Linked DNA regions of Drosophila melanogaster: regions 1 and 3 are each linked to region 2. The links are chromatin contacts, called in public Hi-C maps. All regions are on one chromosome and are shown on one strand. Each heading gives the region's core, a stretch centred on a gene start, on an enhancer-like site or on the middle of the called end of the contact. The rest is flanking DNA. Distances are from core to core; before and after follow the strand shown. Region 1 holds the start of Lim1 (LIM homeobox 1). Region 2 holds the start of Rubicon (rubicon,). Region 3 holds the start of CG12123.

Region 1 (3,496 bases), core at 620-3,119, 130 kb before region 2:
GATAGCGCAGAACAAGTGAAAAGTGACACGCACACGCAAAAACAAAAAGCAAGCACTTCACAGCTTAACACCCTAATGTGCAATATTTTTGACTACCCCACATCCACGCACACAGCAAACGGCGCTCTTTAACCCACCACAGCCCCCTTATTTTGTGTCGAACATCTTCTTCTTCCTATCGAAGTGTGAGTGAGAGGGAAGACCGTAAGGAGTGAATGAGAGCGGGAGCCTCCTCCCCGACCTTTATAATGCGTTCTCTTTTACTCTCACTTATTTTATGCATTTTTTTTATTTTATCCAGTTTTGTCTTTTCTTGTTGTTTGTTTAGATCTTTGGCATTTTTGCAATTTGAATCCTATATTATTTCTTATGGTTTTTATTGGTTTTTGTATTGGTTTATTTTTACGATAAGTGTCTTGCTATAGATTTATCTAAATCGAAAGCTTATTAAAATTGCATTTGTTAAAGAAAAAGAAAAAGATATAATATTTTGCACAATTTTAAATGTTTTTTTCTACTAATTTTTTGTTACTTGCAATTTATCTAACACTTTTTCTTTGCTTTTTTTTCTTCGCCTCCGTTTTTTTTTCTTGCTGTCTCCAGTGCGTTAAAACGCCAAAGGGGCGTCCCTCTCCAGCTAACGCCCCCACCACCCCCCGCCACTAGTGCTCTCCCTTTCGCACTGCTAACGACAAGTGACAAACACAAGTTGCAGAAGAGGCAGCCGAACAAAAACAACAACTAAAAATAAAAAAGAAGGAAAGAAAAAAGTTTTTGCGACCAACAGTTGACAGTCGAAAAGCATTTGACATTTTACCTTGGCACGCACACAAGCACCGCCAAGTGCGAAAGGGACAAAACGCGGGCAAATGTCACTTTGAAAAATGCCATTGGCCCGGCCAGCGAGTGTGAGCGAGAGGGCGCGACGGCCGGAGAGCGTGAGAGCGAGAGAGCGCCATTTTGCGCATCTCTCAATGAAGCAACAATAAAAAAACCAGTTGCTTAGCAACGCCCCCTCTAACCGCAAAAAAGAGAGCTGGAGAGCAGGAGAGCCAGTGTTGCAACAACAATGGGCAAAATGGAAGGGCAACAACAGCAACAAAAACCAAAAATATCCTTACAGGAACAACGCCAGCACCAATCTTGAGAAAAGGATCAAAAGCCCAAGATCAACAGAAGAATGTGTGTAGAATTTAAAAAAAAAGTGAATTTTTGGATTTTTAAAATCTTATGAATCTAACAAGCATCTAGTAAGGCTAACTAAATATTTAGTTATCATGCTAAATATATCAAAATTTTCAAAGAACTTATATTGTGTATTATCGAACAATCACCTAAATTAAATCCTAAAAAAGGAAAAAAAATTAAGATTTCTTGATATTTTTTTCCAATTGTTATGAAATTGTATATCCTTTTCCAAAATATTTTTAATAATAATCTAGATATGCATACCAAATATTCTAGTCATATTTTTTCCATTTTTTTAGAAAACGTTTTGAAAAACAATTTTTTTATTTAAGAATAATATGATTTCTTCATGCCCAACACGAGAGAGCCAGGAGAAGCGACGGAAGCGAGAGCGAGAGAGCCTGCGACTCCATTGCAGCGCCGCCAGCAGCGCAGTCGGCGTCGCAGCAGCCCCAGCTCAACATTCGCTGCATCTCGCTCTGGCGCAGGCGAAATATGCGAGCACTGCTTGCCGCATTCGGTAGCACGAGTGCGAGCGATGCGCCTGCTAGCATCTCGCTCGCACCCAGGCGCGCCATTCGTCGCCGCTTCGGCTCGCCGTTCGTGTGTGTGCGTGTGCGCTCGGCTGGCAGCTATCGGTAATCGGGCCGTCCGCTTTGCCGTCGCGTTTGCCGTTTTCCGTTTTCAGTTTTTGTTTGACGTTCGCGTGAAGCGCCCGCAAAACGCAAAGCGCACGAGGCAACGCTCGAAAAAGGAGCCAACGCAGCCGTTTACCGTTAGTCAGCTGTTTACCGTTCCGCCGCGAGATCGAAAACCGAGAATTTTTGCCGTTGTTCAAATTTTTTTGCAAGTGAGAATCTTGAACAACAAGAAGAATATACAACACATAAATACAACAAAACCAAGGAATCGCCGAAAAGCCGATAGTGCAAAGTGTTTAAAAAGAAAAGAATCAATTTCATATACAACAACTAAAGAAATACTGGAATATAAGGCATAATAGAAGCGGAGGAAGTTTCTTCAACTCAAAGAGGAGCGGAATTTCGCGCTTTGTTTTTGTTTTGCCAAATTTGCCGCCGGCACACACGTGCTATCCCCCTCTTGCTCGCACCTTGCCACCCAGTCTTTATGTGCGTTAACCGTTAAGTGTGCAGTTGGGGCCCGCTCCTATCTTTCTCTCCCTCTCTCTCTCGCTTCCGCACCCGCACACACACACATATATCCACACCCACGCGCGCCTCGTTCACATACGCACACACACGCGGGACTTAACCCATTGACGGCCCCCCCAAAAAAGCAGTCACTCTTAACCCCCCCGAAAAAAAGAAAAACTCCATCCCCCCGGCATCAAGATATTCGACAACAAAATTCTCACCGAGGCCTCAAAAGCGCCCCTGAGGGCCGTCGCACTGGCGTCATATCTGGGCGACGGGTTCGCCGCCCTCGGTAGCCGCGCCCCCCCGCCCAAGGACCATCTGATGGCGTTCGGGGCGGTACTACACACCAGCCAGCACAATATCGGTAAGTGATCGTTTTGGGGAATTTAGGCATTAAGCGGTTAAGGGTCCAGGAAAACATAGAAAATCTGGGGGGTTTGCAGTGAGAATCCCAAACAGGCAAGTTCTTAAGGTTAGTCACATATAGGATACTGCAATCGAAATCATTTCATCCAAGAATCAGCACTAAATCTTTGAGTTGTGCTTGTAGTTCTATAGAATAATATCATTGGGAAGTCAAGGATGAAACATTTTACAGATCGAAAATAGAAGTTGTTTACATCTAATCTAGATTAAGTAATATTCATGATGTCCTCTATCGAAATAGAATGAAAACACCTGTTTGTAGGCTTCGTATAATATTTAAATTGTTTATAAAATCTGTAGACGAGTGATCAATGACACCAATGACACATTTCAAAAATACTTTTAAAAGATGGCAAAGAAGTGAATTTTCGAAAAATGTACTGACAAAAAAGTGGAATCTATTAAAAATGGCTTGATCGCTATGCCGACGGGATGTGGTCTTAGATTTTCAACTGGTGGTAGAAAGACATAAGAAAAGTAGGGTCGAGTGCGGTCGAAAGTCCTTAAAAGGAAGTCAACCCCTTGAAGGATCGGCGAAATGCGATCCCTAGGATGGTGGGTTAATACAATACCGCTTGCCCGCAATGGGTTAAGATGGCCAAGGAGTTTTTAATGGCGACGGCTGGGCAGCAGCAAAGTTTTTGCACTTTTGAACTTGCTTCCCGTTTTTAGGGGACCGCCGGCGAGGAGGAGAGGGGCGTCTAATGCCCCGTCGTCCATCTGCC
Region 2 (3,296 bases), core at 174-2,673:
GGGCATCCAAGTGATCCTCCCTCAGCTTGTGGCTTCTGGAGCTGCTGAATGTTTGGCAACGCCGTCTGAAGGCTGCTCTATCGTCCAGCTCCTCGTCCTCCTGACTTAAATTTGGTAGGCTCTTCAATCGCCGCAGGAAGATGCGTTTCTGCAGTCTCTCCTCCGGCACCGCTTGCAGTTTGGGCGATATGCTAAAGTTCGGCTGTGAGCAAGTGCGTCGGTGGCGCACCTGATGCCTAACCTCCAGCTGGCTTAGCAGTCCGCTCTGATTGAGCTGGACAGCCGTTAGGCAAACGAACAAGGCGGTGGCATCACCGGATCGTCGCAGGAAGGCTTCCTCGCTGGGATAGTACAGCTCCATTAGCTCCGGATCGGAGACCAGCGTCTGCAGGCACTGCGAAAGGCAACGGGCACGCAGGCAGCGGGTAGTCCACTCGCCGAGAAACTCCTCGACTCCGTTGACCATTGACGCACTGTCTCGGGCGGCGTAATCCGGTCGATAAGGCTGCGGTTTGGTCTGCTGTTGCTGTTTTCCCGCACTGGCCAGCAGAAACTCAAAGTCGTCCGCCAGTCGGCGAAGTTCCACGGGCTGCAACTGATAAGAATGGAGAGTGAGGCGTTGCATAAATACAATTCGATTGCAAAACAATGGGGAAAGTCTACGACACGCGCGCAGCGAGTAGCTGATACTCTCTTTATGTGGGACAGACATTCAGGGAAATTCATTTGAATACATATGTAAATGTTTATATCATATTTGATTGCTTACTGCAAAGAGCTGATTGCATAGACTTTAGAGACTCCCCTACTTTATAATTAGTTATTGGGGTATTAGGTTCACTTGATTCTGTAGAAATATTTACCACTTGAGCTGAGTTAAGATGATTTATCTTTAAATTATTCAACTATTGTTTCATAGTGCAAGATGAATGATCAAATCAACATGCCTCGCTCTAAGTGTAGGGTATTCGCCGAGGTGTGTGCGATGCTTTCGGGATTTCCACGGGCAAATGCGACTCACCAGTCCATGCTGCAAAATTCTAGTGCAGCTTTGGGCCAGCAACTGCAGTCCGTCCGTCGATTTGGCCGCACGGAACCAGAAATTCGTTGACCTTCGCAGGTCCGCCAGCAGGGAATTCCTCGCTAGCTGCTGTTGTTGTTGTTGCTGCTGCTGCTGCTGCGGATGGTCATGTTGATGATGCAGTGCCTCGCCTGCTGCGTACACCGCGCCTTCAATTGCGTCTGATGCGAGCGTGGGCGGTGGCGGGGGCGTGGTCATGGCTGTGCACACTGTCAAAGGGGCGCGGGGGGGCGGAGCGGTTGCATATTCGCGGTGCGCGATTCAATTGATTCCGAGTAACTTCAGCTTGTTTTGATTGTTTTTTAATGCGATTTTTTTTTGTTATTGTTTGATTCGATAATAATCGATGTGTCCGAGGCCCATCGCCAATCGATACCAAATCTTCGCAGTTTTTCGTTTGCATAGACAGGCGTGCTGCGGTTTGTGTCATGACTACGCCGGCTCTTGTATCCGCTAATAGGCCTTGGAAGTGTTGCTGGGCTGCCGGCAGATGTCGCTCTGTGAACAACACCTGCTGTTCCCACTATTACCGTTATGTGTGTGGGCGTAGTTTTGCGTTTGGAATCCACACTTCTGATTGGTCGAGAGCGTCATGGAGCTGCGCAGTGTGGAATTTTCCAAAATGTCAAAATGCTGGCCACGCCCTTTAAATGGTTTTTGAACTGTTTCATCTTCTTTCTTCTTCGTCGACTGCGCTGATTTGGGAAACACTCTTCTTCTTCTTCTTCTTACTCCTGCTTTATGTGTGTGTTCGTTGGCTTGTTTGTTTGTTTGTTTGTGCTTCGTTTGTCGTATAAGTGATGAGTCAATTAACCCAACATTCCTTTCCTGGAGGCCACATATTGCTTTAATTAAACAGACAAACAAAATTGCAGCAGCAGCAACAACAATATCGCACTACTTTTGCCACCATTTTGTTTCCAGCTCCGCCCACCGCATCCGTTCCACAATTTGTGACTTTTGCCAAATAAATATTTGCATTTATTTTCCACACAAAAGCACACTCGGACACACAAACACGCGCACATCGTATAAACACACGCACACACATGCAACCTTGAAACAAAAGCAAGAAGAAGCACTGTACTGGGCTCTTAATTAAACTTTAATTACTTGTAATTAATAAAGTTGATTGATTTGCTGGCCATAAAATAAACGCGCTTTATTTGCATTTTTTTCTCATGTTTTTTTTTCTTCTGTGCTCTTCTGTTGCCATGTAAATAATGCATTTATAGTTAATGGCGATTTTTTGGTAATATTTGATTGGTTCTGAGTGCTAAATTCTATTCTAATAGTACAGGACTTGGTCTAAAAATCAGAGACGCATTAAAAGCTTTTAGTTTAAACATACATATATTGTTTGGAAACGGTTTTTATTTTTTATTTGAAGAAGTCACAGAGTTTCTCCATTTAATTGATTTTATGCTAGCTCAATGAGTGGTATTTTTAGACGCCTTTAACATTTTGTTGCCAATTCTTTATTCTGCACACAATCTTCCAATCAGTTATACTCAACACTTTTCCAGATAAGCTCTCCTATTCAGCAATTAAAATCCCTTCAGCCGGAATCATTTATTCCTGCATCTTTGTGTAATTATTTCGATTCACCCGAAAAACGCCCGGATATCCCCCTATTCGGGAATCCAAAGTGGCCCCCGAATGTATGCTGCAAATTTGCTTATTAGCTTACAAAAGGTTTTAAGCAATTTCGGGGATTAATTCACTAAGAACAGGAAGGATCTTCTCGAAGATTTTGCATTCCCCAACGAGGACAGGATTAATTGAATTTTGTGTGGGCGTTTCTGCAGGGCAAAATCCTTAAGATAGTGTCCGTAACCCAATTTAGTGATGTCTATTAAACTATTTTTACAAGCAACATAGAAAGCAAACATTTGGTTTTCATTTACTACATCGGAGAATAATAAAGATGAAGTATGGATGTAATCAATTTGATTTCATCTGCTATTCTAAAATAATTAGGGATAAGAAATTGACCGTTGACCAACTCCACCGTTTATATTGCATTGCATTTTTAGTTGTCTATTTCATTTTCCAGCTCTTGGTGTTCGATTTGTAGTAGTCCTCCATTGTGGGTTAATTTTCCTTAAATATTGGCTCACTTTTAGCAGCCATAATTCTTCGTTTTGCGCCCAGACAAATTGCCGACTCGAGGGACACTCATTATCCTCTGTCCGCAAACATATCGTCCTGACCA
Region 3 (3,034 bases), core at 276-2,775, 230 kb after region 2:
CATGCCAGTGTATGGCAACTGTCAAATAAATTTAATGACACTTTTGTTGGTGCAAATTATATTTTGATGGCTTGTGACCAATTAATATTACACAATGCGTATAAGGAATTGTGTGGGGATTTATGTGCATACATATATGTAAGGGCCTCTTCGATTCAACGGAAATTGGGCGCATAATTCACAAAAATGTCGTGCCATAAAGATCGTGCGTTGAAAGAGCAAGAAGAAGAGGAGGATATAGACGAAGGAGCCCGATGCAGAGGATATAGTCGGACGCACTTACCAAAATTAATGCCATCGATGACAACATAGCCAGCAACAATAAAAGCCAAGCGAACAAAAATAGCCACAGAAACGAAGGGAAAATGTGAAATGAAATGAAATGAAATGGTTTGGTATGGGTATGGTGTGGTAGGGAAAAAGGGAAAATCATGAATGGAAATGATGGTTTTTTTTTTTGGGAGAACGTGTGGGGACAATGCTGCCGCTGGCTGCACAATTATTGCCAACTGCTAACAGATTTGTGTTGGCACTGAGCAATCGAGGGGCGAAACATTTGTTTGATAATGATAATGGCCATGTTGAAGGCTCACCAAAGATGCAACGGAGTGCAACTCCGGCGAAATTGAGTCATTTTCACGCGGAATTATTGACACATGCAGCGGCATGCGGCGGGCTTGAAATTGAATAATTTTCGAAATTAAATGGCGATTGCAAGTGCCATAACCATTTGAATGACGCGCCTAAATGGCTTCCACTGCAAGTGGACTGCATTCATCGATAGGTGTGGAACGTAATTTCAATTTAAAATTTGATAAATAGAAGCTTTTACTAACTAAACTGCTTTTGTGGTTTTGCTAACAATTCGAGAAGATGATTTTACGTATTTTGTTCATTAAATGGGAAATAATAGTCCAAAAATTAATTCTCATACCACGTTAAACTTGTTTTTTTATTCCACATCGATTTGGGAATTTTATTTCTAAATAAAAAAAAAAAGTGATACAGTTCGTTAGCATTGGTAATTAGCTGTACATAGCAGTTATTTTCTTAGCTATATTATCATTTTTAGGGAAGTAATTATGAAAACACCCAACGATACAAAAAAAACTATATTTTGCCAAAATGAGTTTTTTTTTGATTTTCTGTCCGTTTTTTCCGCCTAGCTTAACAAATAATGGATAGAACACAGAATGGCATACCTCGCTGGATTCGTTACAAAATTTGCCATCGAATGGCATTCAAGCCTAAAAATGTTCGATTTTTGAAATTTTTCGAAAATTTTAATGATACAAAAAATGAGAAAAATTTTCAAAAAATTTAAATTGCCTAAAACCGCGAAAATGTAATATGGCTCGTTACATTGGCTTATACGCGGCACAAAACAGTAATTATTTTAGCTGTGCGTATATTTTTTGCCAAATTATGACGAAAAACCCCTATTTTTCGATAACCAAATTGGCGCCAAAAAGCTTTCGAGCTGCCAGTGCTGCCACATCCGCTTGGATTGCGGCTTTTCTTGGCGCTTATGCGGTGGCCACACTTTTGTTATTAACATTTCTGTTCAACAAAAACATTAATAAACATTAGTAAAAGTGCAATTGTTAGTGCAATAAAGACAGTTCATATACAGAAACGTAGTCGAGAGCAGCTGGTGACCTCCACCGGTGACATAGTAGCCTGTGCAATTTAACTAATAAGATTAGGATTTACTTAGTATCTTTTTTTTTTAAATTTAACGCTTCCGATGTCGGATTCGCTGATCATTTGCGTTTCCGACTACTGGCGGCGATGTCATTACCACAATCGTCAAAATCGTGAAGCCGGCGACGCCTGGCCAGAAGCCAAACCGCTGCGGAGGCTGTGCATCGATGTGGACGCCATCAATGGTAATTACTATCTTCGCGAGTTCCTGCACCAGCACGTGCTTGCCCAGAGCCTTATGCACAATCATGGTGTCCAGCTGGTCTGGCTGCAATTCGAGGAACCGGAGAAGCACACCATTGACTACAAATTCGCCGACATGCTGGCACACACGCTGTGGGAGCGCATCGAGGTGGAGCACCTCATGTCCTGGCTGTCCACACTGGGCGGCGGATTCTCCGCCCTTGGCGAGCAGTTCGAGCGATGTGTAAGTAATCCATCCATCCTTCCTACATGGTTTATCCCACCCATTAACCCACTTTCAGGCGAAAACGGCTGGCAAGATTTCGCTGCAGCAGTTAAAGATTGGCATGCGACTCGGTGATCCCTTCCTGCAGACGCGCTGCAAGCTCTACTACAGCATTTCGCTAATCCAGCGTGGTCAACTACGGATGGCGAAGCATTTGATCCGACAGCAGTATAAGTTTGCGAGTAGAAACATCGAGAAGGATGTGCGCCTGATGCGGATGTGTCTGGGCATTTGGCGGCGACTTAGCTACGAGTACGAGCAGCGAAGACTGCGGAAAGGTGGCAACTAAGTTGGACTTGGAACCGCAGATTATTTCGATCAAAAAACTAAAAATTGTAAATTGCATTAGGTGGTCACGATTCGAGCGTCGATCGTGTTTTTTTTCCTCTTTTGTTAAGCAAAAGTCAAATATAGTTTTCAATTTATTTATTTAATATGTAATTGTATATACGTAAAAAATGCATTTACATTATTCATTTATTTCTCGTTCGTATTTGTATATATATATATATTTTCAACTGCCCGCTACTAAAAATCAAACGTAATCCATGGAAGGGAGAACTGAGATATTTCTTTTACCTAAGCGCTAAACAAAAAATTATTGTTGTACAGAAATTGACAAAGACTTGTGGGACGACTTGGACGCGGATATATTGCTTGTGCATGTGCACATCCTCCTTGAGGATCGGGGGGGATGGATCTCGAAAACGAACAAAATAATGTACAAAAAAACTGAAAGCCGGTAACTCGAACTCATTTGGATGCTGCTCGAAGATTGCTGCTCGTAAAGCTTTATATATATTGTATTTTAATATATGTTTTTTTATATGTGTGTGTGTGTGTTGGGTGTGTGTTGGGTGT

Evidence for each region. A called contact is a pair of places that touch in the nucleus more often than the background predicts.
Region 1: a Hi-C map of the Kc167 cell line shows a contact between it and region 2, with 1.8 times the contacts expected there. The contact joins the promoter of Lim1 here to the promoter of Rubicon in region 2. A contact is called at or near these places in 5 of 107 Hi-C or Micro-C datasets (the Clone 8 cell line, the Kc167 cell line, embryo and 1 more).
Region 3: a Hi-C map of the Kc167 cell line shows a contact between it and region 2, with 2.1 times the contacts expected there. The contact joins the promoter of CG12123 here to the promoter of Rubicon in region 2. A contact is called at or near these places in 3 of 107 Hi-C or Micro-C datasets (the Kc167 cell line, embryo and ovary).

What each region holds. Positions count from the first base shown.
Region 1 is chrX:8,804,177-8,807,672 of dm6, reverse strand. It overlaps Lim1 (LIM homeobox 1), which reads left to right and starts at 1,869. Exons shown (of 7, transcript NM_132277.3): 1 at 1,869-2,709. The coding sequence starts at 2,667.
Region 2 is chrX:8,675,190-8,678,485 of dm6, reverse strand. Rubicon (rubicon,) reads right to left here and starts at 1,423. Exons shown (of 4, transcript NM_001272419.2): 1 at 1,022-1,423; 2 at 1-595. The coding sequence starts at 1,279.
Region 3 is chrX:8,440,839-8,443,872 of dm6, reverse strand. It overlaps CG12123, which reads left to right and starts at 1,525. Exons shown (of 2, transcript NM_132250.4): 1 at 1,525-2,131; 2 at 2,190-2,626. The coding sequence starts at 1,748. The coding sequence ends at 2,462. It overlaps CG1440, which reads right to left. Exons shown (of 5, transcript NM_001298089.1): 5 at 2,609-3,034.